Regions from separate parts of the Mus musculus genome. Here regions 2 and 3 are each linked to region 1. A link is a contact called in public HiChIP or PLAC-seq data. All regions are on one chromosome and are shown on one strand. Each heading gives the region's core, a stretch centred on a gene start, on an enhancer-like site or on the middle of the called end of the contact. The rest is flanking DNA. Distances are from core to core; before and after follow the strand shown.

Evidence for each region. HiChIP or PLAC-seq counts read pairs in DNA pulled down with a chosen protein or histone mark.
Region 2: an H3K4me3 HiChIP or PLAC-seq map of embryonic forebrain shows a contact between it and region 1, with 3 times the contacts expected there. The contact joins the promoter of Siah3 here to the enhancer-like site in region 1. A contact is called at or near these places in 5 of 39 promoter capture datasets (cranial neural crest, embryonic stem cells, frontonasal cranial neural crest and 1 more), 3 of 484 Hi-C or Micro-C datasets (nephron progenitors and neural progenitor cells) and 5 of 115 datasets of contacts at active chromatin or transcription factors (SST interneurons, VIP interneurons, embryonic basal ganglia and 2 more).
Region 3: a contact with region 1 is called in an H3K4me3 HiChIP or PLAC-seq map of embryonic basal ganglia, with 2.4 times the contacts expected there. The contact joins two enhancer-like sites. A contact is called at or near these places in 3 of 39 promoter capture datasets (liver and stem cell-derived epiblast-like cells) and 2 of 115 datasets of contacts at active chromatin or transcription factors (embryonic basal ganglia and embryonic forebrain).

Annotation. Positions count from the first base shown.
Region 1 is chr14:75,218,154-75,221,409 of GRCm38.p6, reverse strand. All of the region lies in intron 14 of Lcp1 (lymphocyte cytosolic protein 1), which reads right to left. Among named protein-coding and RNA genes, the nearest start is that of Cpb2, 23 kb to the left of the region's middle. Within about 2 kb of position 1,734, at least 18 of the 459 cell types and tissues checked have an H3K27ac peak or open chromatin away from gene starts, as enhancers often do. A contact at or near this core is called in VIP interneurons, embryonic basal ganglia and embryonic forebrain, where this site is marked.
Region 2 is chr14:75,454,567-75,457,432 of GRCm38.p6, reverse strand. Siah3 (siah E3 ubiquitin protein ligase family member 3) reads right to left here and starts at 1,451. Exons shown (of 2, transcript NM_001128093.1): 1 at 1,243-1,451. The coding sequence starts at 1,377. It overlaps Gm41212 (a long non-coding RNA gene), which reads left to right. Exons shown (of 2, transcript XR_874827.2): 1 at 1-841.
Region 3 is chr14:75,471,957-75,474,897 of GRCm38.p6, reverse strand. The region is part of intron 1 of Siah3 (siah E3 ubiquitin protein ligase family member 3); the gene reads right to left. Among named protein-coding and RNA genes, the nearest start is that of Gm41212, 15 kb to the right of the region's middle. Within about 2 kb of position 1,492, at least 49 of the 459 cell types and tissues checked have an H3K27ac peak or open chromatin away from gene starts, as enhancers often do. A contact at or near this core is called in embryonic basal ganglia and embryonic forebrain, where this site is marked.

The DNA of each region.
Region 1 (3,256 bases), core at 485-2,984:
ACACTATCCACACCGTGCATCCTCTTGCTTTACCATTTATCTATGCTTGCTGGTTCATAGGTCCAATCTCCGAGATATTTCCAGTCCAACTCAAGCATCTCTTTCCCAAACCATGCTGTGCATTAATTATTAAGCTTGATTCAAGCCTGTTTCTTAAAATTTTTGACCGAGACAGCATCTACCACGTTCCCATGGAGACAGGTCTGTGTCTACTTATGATGTTTTCAAGGAATAAGCAGGGTCCCTAGTGCATGCTGGGCATCTAGTAAATAAAACCATAGATTGGTGAGTAAAATATGTAAAACAAATGCAAGAAGAGGAATGAGATGCTTGTTTGTACTAAAAAAGAAAAATAAATTAAAAATGGGACCGACATGATAGGAAATAACGAGCACTCAGGATTTAAGTCTAAGGTGTACTTAAAAAATACTCCTAGTTTGAAAAAGATCCTGTCTTTTGTAGGTTCATAAACATGGTGTGTTATAGCATAATTAGCCTTCTAATTTTTGATAGCTAGCATATGTATTGATTTGTTTGCATTTGAGACAATGTTCAAGAGTTTCTTGCCCAGTGAACATTTCAGCAAGGGATGGTTGGTCAGTGATTACCTCATGAAGTCTTTCCTATATGTAACCTGATAGAACAAGCTAAACACAACCTCATGGCCATTTCTGTCACTCCAGATGTGCACCTCCCCTTGTCAGAAACCCAGTTCTGCTCTACTGATCAAATCAAGAAATCAGAAGCTGAGTTCTCTCCCATTCTCTTGACCTTGGGTATTAAAGGCTACAAGGAGAAGCCAACCTCTATGCAAAGATCTGTCCGTTAGAACCCAAACAAAAGAACAGAGATCCTTTTCCTGGGTTGTGGGCACTTTTGAGGTGACTTCTTCTGGTACTCTGGTCTTAAGAACAACCTCTCATGATAGCATAGAGTTCTGATGAGTTATATAACAGTCTCTTGGCCACCTCTAGTGGGGTACAGAAACTTCATGGAATCAGACACAGATTTGTAAGAAAAAGGCAAAGGGAAGAAAGACTAGAACTGGGCTGTAATCTCAGGTAGACAGTGCAGTAAGCAATTGTTCATCCAGGTACAAAAAATACTCCTAGTTTGAAAAAGATCCTGACTTTTGTAGGTTCATAAACATGGTGTGTTATAGCATAATTAGCCTTCTATTTTTTGATAGCTAGCATATGTATTGATTTGTTTGCATTTGAGACAATGTTCAAGAATTTCTTGCCCAGTGAACATTTCAGCAAGGGATGGTTGGTGAAACAGGGGCCCAGAGAGACAGCTCTGTGGACCATAGCACATTTAGTTTCTCCAAATGATCTGGGCTTAGTTTCCAGCAACCACACAAGGTGGTTTACAACCACTTGTACTTCCAGGAACAAGGGATCCAACACCTTCTTCTAGCCTACACTCAGGTGTACACACACACACACACACACACACACACACACACTCACACACTTTTTTTATTATCACACATGTTTAGGGTGACTATGCTATTAGCTGGAACACTACTGATAAGATTTCAATCCTGCTGGTGCTTGCAAAACACACTGCACTGAAAAGACTTTGTCCAAATGAAATAGCACTGTGAGCCCCAGGTCCAGCCAGTTCCTCACTCAACAAAGGAGGAGCGATGGGGCGTGGCTATGTGAGGCCAGGGAAGTCGTGCTATCCCTTACTTGCTCTCCCGCCTTCCCACACCCAACACTCATTTTAGTTATTTAACATTTGATAAGAGGGACCATGTGTGGTTTTTGTTTGTTGGGGACCTAGTCCAAAGTCCCCGTCCATAGCCTGTGTGGCTGTAGGTGATATTGTCACTTGCCTGCCTTGGAGTCTGCTCTCCTGCTTCACAGTACCATTGCCATCTCCTGGCAGAGTGCTTGGTGGAAGCTTTGGTCTCCTAATTTATACATTACTTGCCAGCTGTCCAAGCTTAGAATGATTTCCATGCTATGGGAGGGGGAATGGGAGGCTTAGGCAAAATGACAAGCCATTTATTGTCCTGATGAATGACCAAATTAGCATATCTGTGCAATCCAAGTGAAATAAATTCTACCTAGAACTGGATGCAAATTGAATAGATCTGTTACTGTGTGGCAGGCAGAGAAAAAGAAAAAGAAAAAAAAAGAAAAGAAAAGAAAACAAAGCAAAAACAAATCCCTGCTGGCCCCATTTACATAATCACCAGGCATTTTCCCTCCTTCAGTAGGAATGCATTTCTCTGTCTACCTCCTTGTATGCAGAAATCTTCTGTAATAAACACTTGTGAGGACTGTCACTGATCATCTGGGGGAAGTCAGCTGCAGTAGCAGACAGACCTTACCTTGTATATTATCTCAGCCCTATAGGAAGGCCTGGGGCCATGTGTGGTTGAAACTTCTGAGGTGAGCATAGAGAATAGTTTCACAACCTGGAGCACCGCTTGGTCTGGGCTATGAACAAACCCCACTCCTAATAACGCAATTGGCAGTCTGAGACCCTTACCTGTACATAACACACACACACACACACACACACACACACACACACACACACACACCTCCCCAAACAACATGGCTAGCAATCTGTTGGTAATCCAGGACCCTGCCTAATCCTGAGCTTCATGTACAGCCATCTCTGAACAGTGGAATGAGCTTTTTCTTCCCTTGATGGTTAAACACAGACAAACCCTTTCAGTCATGCTCCATTATGTCCCGGTAAGACAATCTGGCCTAGATTGGATCTGGGTACACGGGCAATAAGACAAACTGTCCTCAAGAGAACTTCCAGAGAGAATCTCCTATTTGCCTTGCCACATCAGTGCATGGTTGAGAATGCTAAGATTAAGATAAAGATGTATATGGAAAGGGGCATGTGTAGTAACAATCAATAAACAAACACACACTTTATGTAACTTAAACCTGTCAATCAAAATAAAGAACTACTCAAACTATGGCCCTACTAAGAAAGCTCCTCCCCCTGTGTCTTCAAAACGAAGCCCCGAATAATAATCAGGCCCCCTGAGCTCCCTCACCCATGTGGCCTGCTGCCTTTCTCAATGGCATAGTTCTTTCTGATCTATACTATCGTTCACTTTTGAATATGCTTTCTTGCTACTTTAACAACTTGTGTGAGTCTTTCTTTCAATTCCTTGAGTAAGAACCCAAGAGCTTGGAAACACCCAGACCAGCCCTGACCACTAATAATACTTTCAGAACATATGTCACAACCCAGGGTGATTTCTAGAAAGTATGAA
Region 2 (2,866 bases), core at 202-2,701, 240 kb before region 1:
GCATCGCTCAACACTGCTGGACCACAGTGGTCAGAATCACAGCTTCGGTCTCCAGGAGACAGTCCCACACTCAGTTGCAGACACAGCCCCTCCCCCTGTCCCTCAGTCTCCCAGTACAGTGAAGGTAGGCAAGCAAGCGGCAATCTAATCTAGAGTCCTGCGTTTTAGTTGATTTTCAGACCATTCCACCTCCAGGGAGTTCAGTTGCGCTGTCCCAGCATGCCCTTTCCCCACTCCCCACCTCCCCGGCATCCCTAGGCAGTGTCTCTTCATTAATTTCCTCATCTGCACCCTGACATGGAGAGGTCCTTCTGGCCCTGCATTTTGGCTTAGAACATTGACGTGAAGGGATGAACACGGTGAAAGCAGCACCGAGCGAGCAGGTGAGGCAGCCACTGGCAGGCAGCTCAGCAGCCAGCCGCCTGCAGGCTCCAGGCAGCCGCTGCAGCTCCTAGCTGGTTTCATTATTACACAATTGAAGCGAAGCCCTCCTCTGACTGCTCTCAGAGGAGGCTCACATCTCCTTGGCAGGAGGGAAAGGAGCTAAACTCCTCCCAGCAACTCAGACAGACAGACAGACAGACACAGACAGACAGTCTCTCTCTCTCTCTCTCTCTCTCTCTCTCTCTCTCTCTCTCTCTCTCACACACACACACACACACACACACACACACACACACACACACACACTTTGACACAGTTTGAGGACAAGGGCTAACTCTTGCAGAAACGGCCCCTTGCCAACTCCCGGGTCCTGTATCAGAGCTCCCCAGTCCTGAAGCTACTTCTGCACAGCCAAATCCTTGCATTGCACTGACCGGCGGGACAGACAGCAATTTGGGTAACTTTTCAGATTTTTTTTGTTCTCCTCGGCACTGGCCCACAAATGCTTGGGAGGGAGGTAAGGACACCTCTACCCTTCTCTTCCCTTCACCCTCCCTTTTGCCCCTCCCCCTGCCCCCTCTGCCCCTCCACCCCCGACTCCCCTGACTCCCCTCGGAGGACCGTGTGAGGAAGACACTATATGCCTGCTCTTCTGGTTGCTTGCCAGTCCAGAAAACACCACACAGTCACAGTAACAGCACCAAGCTATCCAGAGAGCGAGCATGAGGCAAGCATCCCCTGAGACCCCGGGATCCTAGCACCAGCAAACTGCCTGCATGAGCTCCCTGATAGAAGTCTCCTGAGAAAAGGCTAGAGCCCCCGCGGAGATGGCAGAAAGCACGAGAGGAAGCGACTCACCTTTAGGTTGTGCGTGGGGTTGACCACACAGACAAGTTGCCCAGCAGCAGAGAAAACCCGTTTAGCCTTGTAGTGCTGAAACCGGAGGTGAATGAGATCCAACACAGCCCCAAAGCACTGTGTAAAGAAAAGCATCACAACTTTTGGGGGGTTGTTGACACAGGAAGGCAGCGGAGGAAGCTGTAAGTCCTTGGGCTCTGAATGGAGCACAGCCTCGGAGACTCTCCGTTCCAGCCCGGCTTAGCGCGCCTTCATATTCATCATCAAAATAAGACGGTTAGAATCTTGCAGCAGCGAGGCAGCCAATCAAAAGGACAGAAATGTTATCCTTGAGGTTCAGAGACAGCCAATAACAAATACCTCCCCTACTGAAACTCCCTGATGAATTGAGCCTGGCGGAGAATGTATTATTGAACATTACCATAGATCAGCACACTGCATTTATCTTGTGATTACAGCCAACCATACATAATGCTGGGGAGATAGGCTGACAAAATTGATTGCTTAATGTGTCTCCATTTATTAATTGACTTAATTTAACATGAGAGCCTTTCTTAGTGCCCTGAACAAAACCCCCATCCAAAAAAGGAAAAAAATATAAAACATTTCCACCTCCAAACAGGAAAGCTTTGTGCTCCAACAGGCAGATGGGGTCGTCAGCTTGTGGCTCTACTCACGGAGCTGCCTGGAGAAAATCAAATACTACAAGATACTGATTCAAGATAAGAATTTGGCAGCCGCAGAAATGTGTATCTTTCAGTCTTATGCTCTGACTCTCTGCAATTTGGACTGTAGCCTCTTGATAAATCTAAACTCACTGTTCTTTAAGAAAAAAAGAATCCGACAGATGAATTTGGAATTGAGGAGGGACATGCATATAGTATATATATTTCAAAATACAGTAATCACTGAACTCTCTTTTATTAAAGCATAAAGATGCACAGAGCACGCTTCTAAAAATAATGAAATCCCTGATGCACGAACACACACACATAGAAAAACCTACAGGGGGAAGAAAGTGGATTGTACATCAGCAGAATAATTACAGATGCAGAGAACCTAGGCTTGTCACTCATTTGCATATTTGTGGGCAGCAAATTGCTAATTAACCAGTAGATTGTTGGAGACATTAAAATAGAGATTAGGAATACACACAGCACAACACTTGTTTGTCTGAATGCCAGCAGCAGCAGCAGCAGCAACAGCAGCAGCGCAGATAGGCAGAGACCAGTCTAGTCAGTAGCTGCCACAGAGCACTGCCAACCCCGTGCCGGGGCAGGCTCTGAGGCCACCCACAGGGTCCTGAAGGACAGCTCCTAAAGGCTTTGGGCTTGCAGGGAATAAGTTCCATGGTTTATTTAGTCTCTGCCACGAAAGCCCAAGAACTGGGAATAGTGAGTTTTAGTTCTTTGGCTGCTTCTACACTGAGTGGTCAGATAGACTGAGCTGAAGCCATTGGTATGAGGCTGTGGCTCCTTCCTGGACCCTCACACACGTCTCCAGGATATCTACAAACACAGTCAAGCAGCACAAAATTGTAAACTTGCTTGAAGCATCGTGAGACTAAAACAAAACAAAACAAAACAAAACACACACACACAACACTCTACCTCACTGTTGACAG
Region 3 (2,941 bases), core at 243-2,742, 250 kb before region 1:
TCACAGCTATCCTGTGGACCAAGATTCAAACACTGACCCTCCAAGAACATTTCATAGCCAAAGTGCCATAGCTGGAAGAGAGGTGAAGAACCCAGGAGTTTCCTATTAGATAACTGTTACAGGGACCAACTTCCAAGGACACTTTCAACCTCCCATCATAGCTCTATTCCTCATAACAGAATATGCTGCTCTGTTGTCTTCGCCCCACCTCTCCTCCATCCTGTGATCTGCAGTACTTTTAGTTCCCTGGAGCGAGGCAAAACCTAAGTTCAGTCTTCTCAGGCTCCCTTACAACAGCGGCCAAGTCTCTTCCCGGGCTCTTATGATCCAGCTGGCCCAAGCAAACCATCCCAGGTCTGTCTCTGTCTCTCTGTCTCTCTCTCTTTTTCTGTCTCCGTGTCTCTGTCTCTCTCTCTTCATTTCTCTCTCTCTTTCTCTCTCTTTCTCCCTCTCTGTTCATCTCCCTCTCTTTCTCCATCTGCCTCTCTCTCTCTCTCTCTCTCTCTCTCTCTCTCTCTCTCTCTCTCTCTCGATTGTCTCTGAAACAGAGCCTGTGACTGAAACTGCTCACTAATCTCCTAGGCTAACAGGCCATCAAGCTCTGCACCCCAACCCCTGCTTGAGTGTGTGTGTGTGTGTGTGTGTGTGTGTGTGTGTGTGTGTGTGTCTGATTCCTGCCTCCCAGTGCTGGAACTACAGGTGCACGATGCTGCACATGACCTTTTATGGCAACGCCAGTGGCTGAACTCGGGTCCTCAAGCGAGCCCAGCAAGCGCTGTACCCACTGAACCACCTCCTGAGCCCAGAGCGGGTCTCTTTTTTGATTCTGAATCTTTGCCTGCTGCTCCAATTATTCACACAGCTCAGCGTTCTAGAAGAAGCTACAGAAAAACACGAGCAGGTTGGTCAGAGTCCTGTTTGGAACGAATGAAGGCAAATAAGAGGACCAGAAATGGGTGATGTATGAATTCCTATCTCGCTTCCCATACTGACTAGTGATCCTGATTGCTGAGCAGTGGGCCAGACAGAGTCTCTTTTGCTACTACAACCCACCACAGGGGTTGGCAAAGTGAGTGCTGCCATCCCATCCGGCTGGATTTTGCAGACAGGAAGGTGACTGGTGAAGGTCAGGGCTTAGGAGAGCAGGGAGGGTCTGACTCCAGGCCCTGAGTGGGCTCCTCTCCCAGCAAGCAGATGACTCATTTGGGCCTTGTTGGCTTAGAGCTGCCCAGGGCCTCTGGTAAGAAACTCAGCCAGGCTTGCAACAATCAATCAAGAGTTTTCCTGAGGCAGCTGCATGAGCTGTTCATAGTCTTCCCAAGCTGTTCTTCCAAAAACAAAAAAAACAAAACCCACAAAAAACAAAACAAAACAAAACAAAACAAAAACCCGCTTTCTCACTTTTTTGACCAATCAGTGTTTAGGTCAACCATCCCCCACCTCCCACAAAAACTAGTCTCTGGTCCTGTCCCACTCAGCCTGGCAAAGCTCATTTGCCTCATGCTATTCAAATTGGAAACCTTTCAGTTCTCATTAGTTTGGGCTGCCGCAGTCATTACTACCTAAACAATTAATCCCTGAATGCCAATGTCTTACTAGAATTATCCTGGACTCACAGCTTATTTTCTTAGCAATGAGGCTGAAGCAATTATTCCAGGCTTTTGTCAGCAAACCTGCTGTGCTTGGCACTTTGCTGGGGTTCATCATTGCTGGCTTCTCTGCTCTGTGTAAACTGTGAAGGCTGACGTCAGCGGCCAGAAGCAGCTTTACTGTTCATCCACCCCTGGCCTTGAACTTACCACTCGCCACCCTGTCTTCACTTCAGCGCACGCTCCAGGAGACAAGCTCACCTTGAGCTGCCAATGTGTAATCGCCAAAATAAATTAAAGACTACCCAATACCTTCCCCCTTCAAAAGGACTTTCCAAACTGTACTAGCAGGCCAAGTACAGAACCAGATTTTTAAAAAGCTGGCTCACTAAACAAATATAGAAACATAGTTTTAACGGTCAAAAACAAGATTAACAATTCCCCTGCCCCGTCTCACACTAAGAGCCACAAGGACAGACAAAATGAGAGTCACCCTATACAAACCAACCAGTGTCTAAAAAGGTTACTGGCTACACCAATTAAAATAAGCCAAACTACCTTGGTGCCTATATCCGGCCCTCACAAAGGTATAAAAACTGTGTTCTTTCTTTGTTCTGGGTCTCTCTTGGTCCCCCAACATGTTGGGTAAGTAAAAACCTCATGCATTTTGCAATGATGGCAGTCTCTGTGGTCTTTGTGAGTGAGGGTCTTTTGACAAGCTACAACAATATCTTAATTACCTGCTCAGGTGATTTTTACCCTTCTTTTTGGGAGGGGGCAAAGGTAGGGTCATCTAAGGCTGACGTTGAGTTTATGATTCTCCTGCCTCCACCTCCAATGTACTGCAATTACAGGTCTCTATATAAGACCCCATTTTATTTTTTGTGGTGCTGGGAATTGAACCCAGGGATTTGCACATAGTAGGCAAGTGCTCTACCTGCTGAGGCACATCCCAAGTCCCTCAACGACCTGCTCATATCTGCCACCTCTTGTCTTCTTGTAGCCACTAGCTTCTGTTTATTAATATTTATTCCATTTGTTAAGAACCCTGCACTAGTCATTTTGTTTACACTACAGCCCTAGGCTATGGGCCCTTGGGAGATTCATCATCTGATAAGGACACAGTCACAGGAATGAAAGCACAGAGCAAAGCCTGAGCACAGAGCTTTGAGAATCTCCTGGGACCCCAGACGAAGCAGCGTCTGATTCTCCCCTGGAACAGGGTGACCAGAAAAGCCTTTGCTGAAGAAGGAGGCAGAACTGGTTCTCGGAAAGTCCAGTGTTGGTAGCTAATTTCTGCCTCTGGCCCTGCCTTCTGCCATTGGAAGTCCCCAGTTGTCTGAGATACTGCT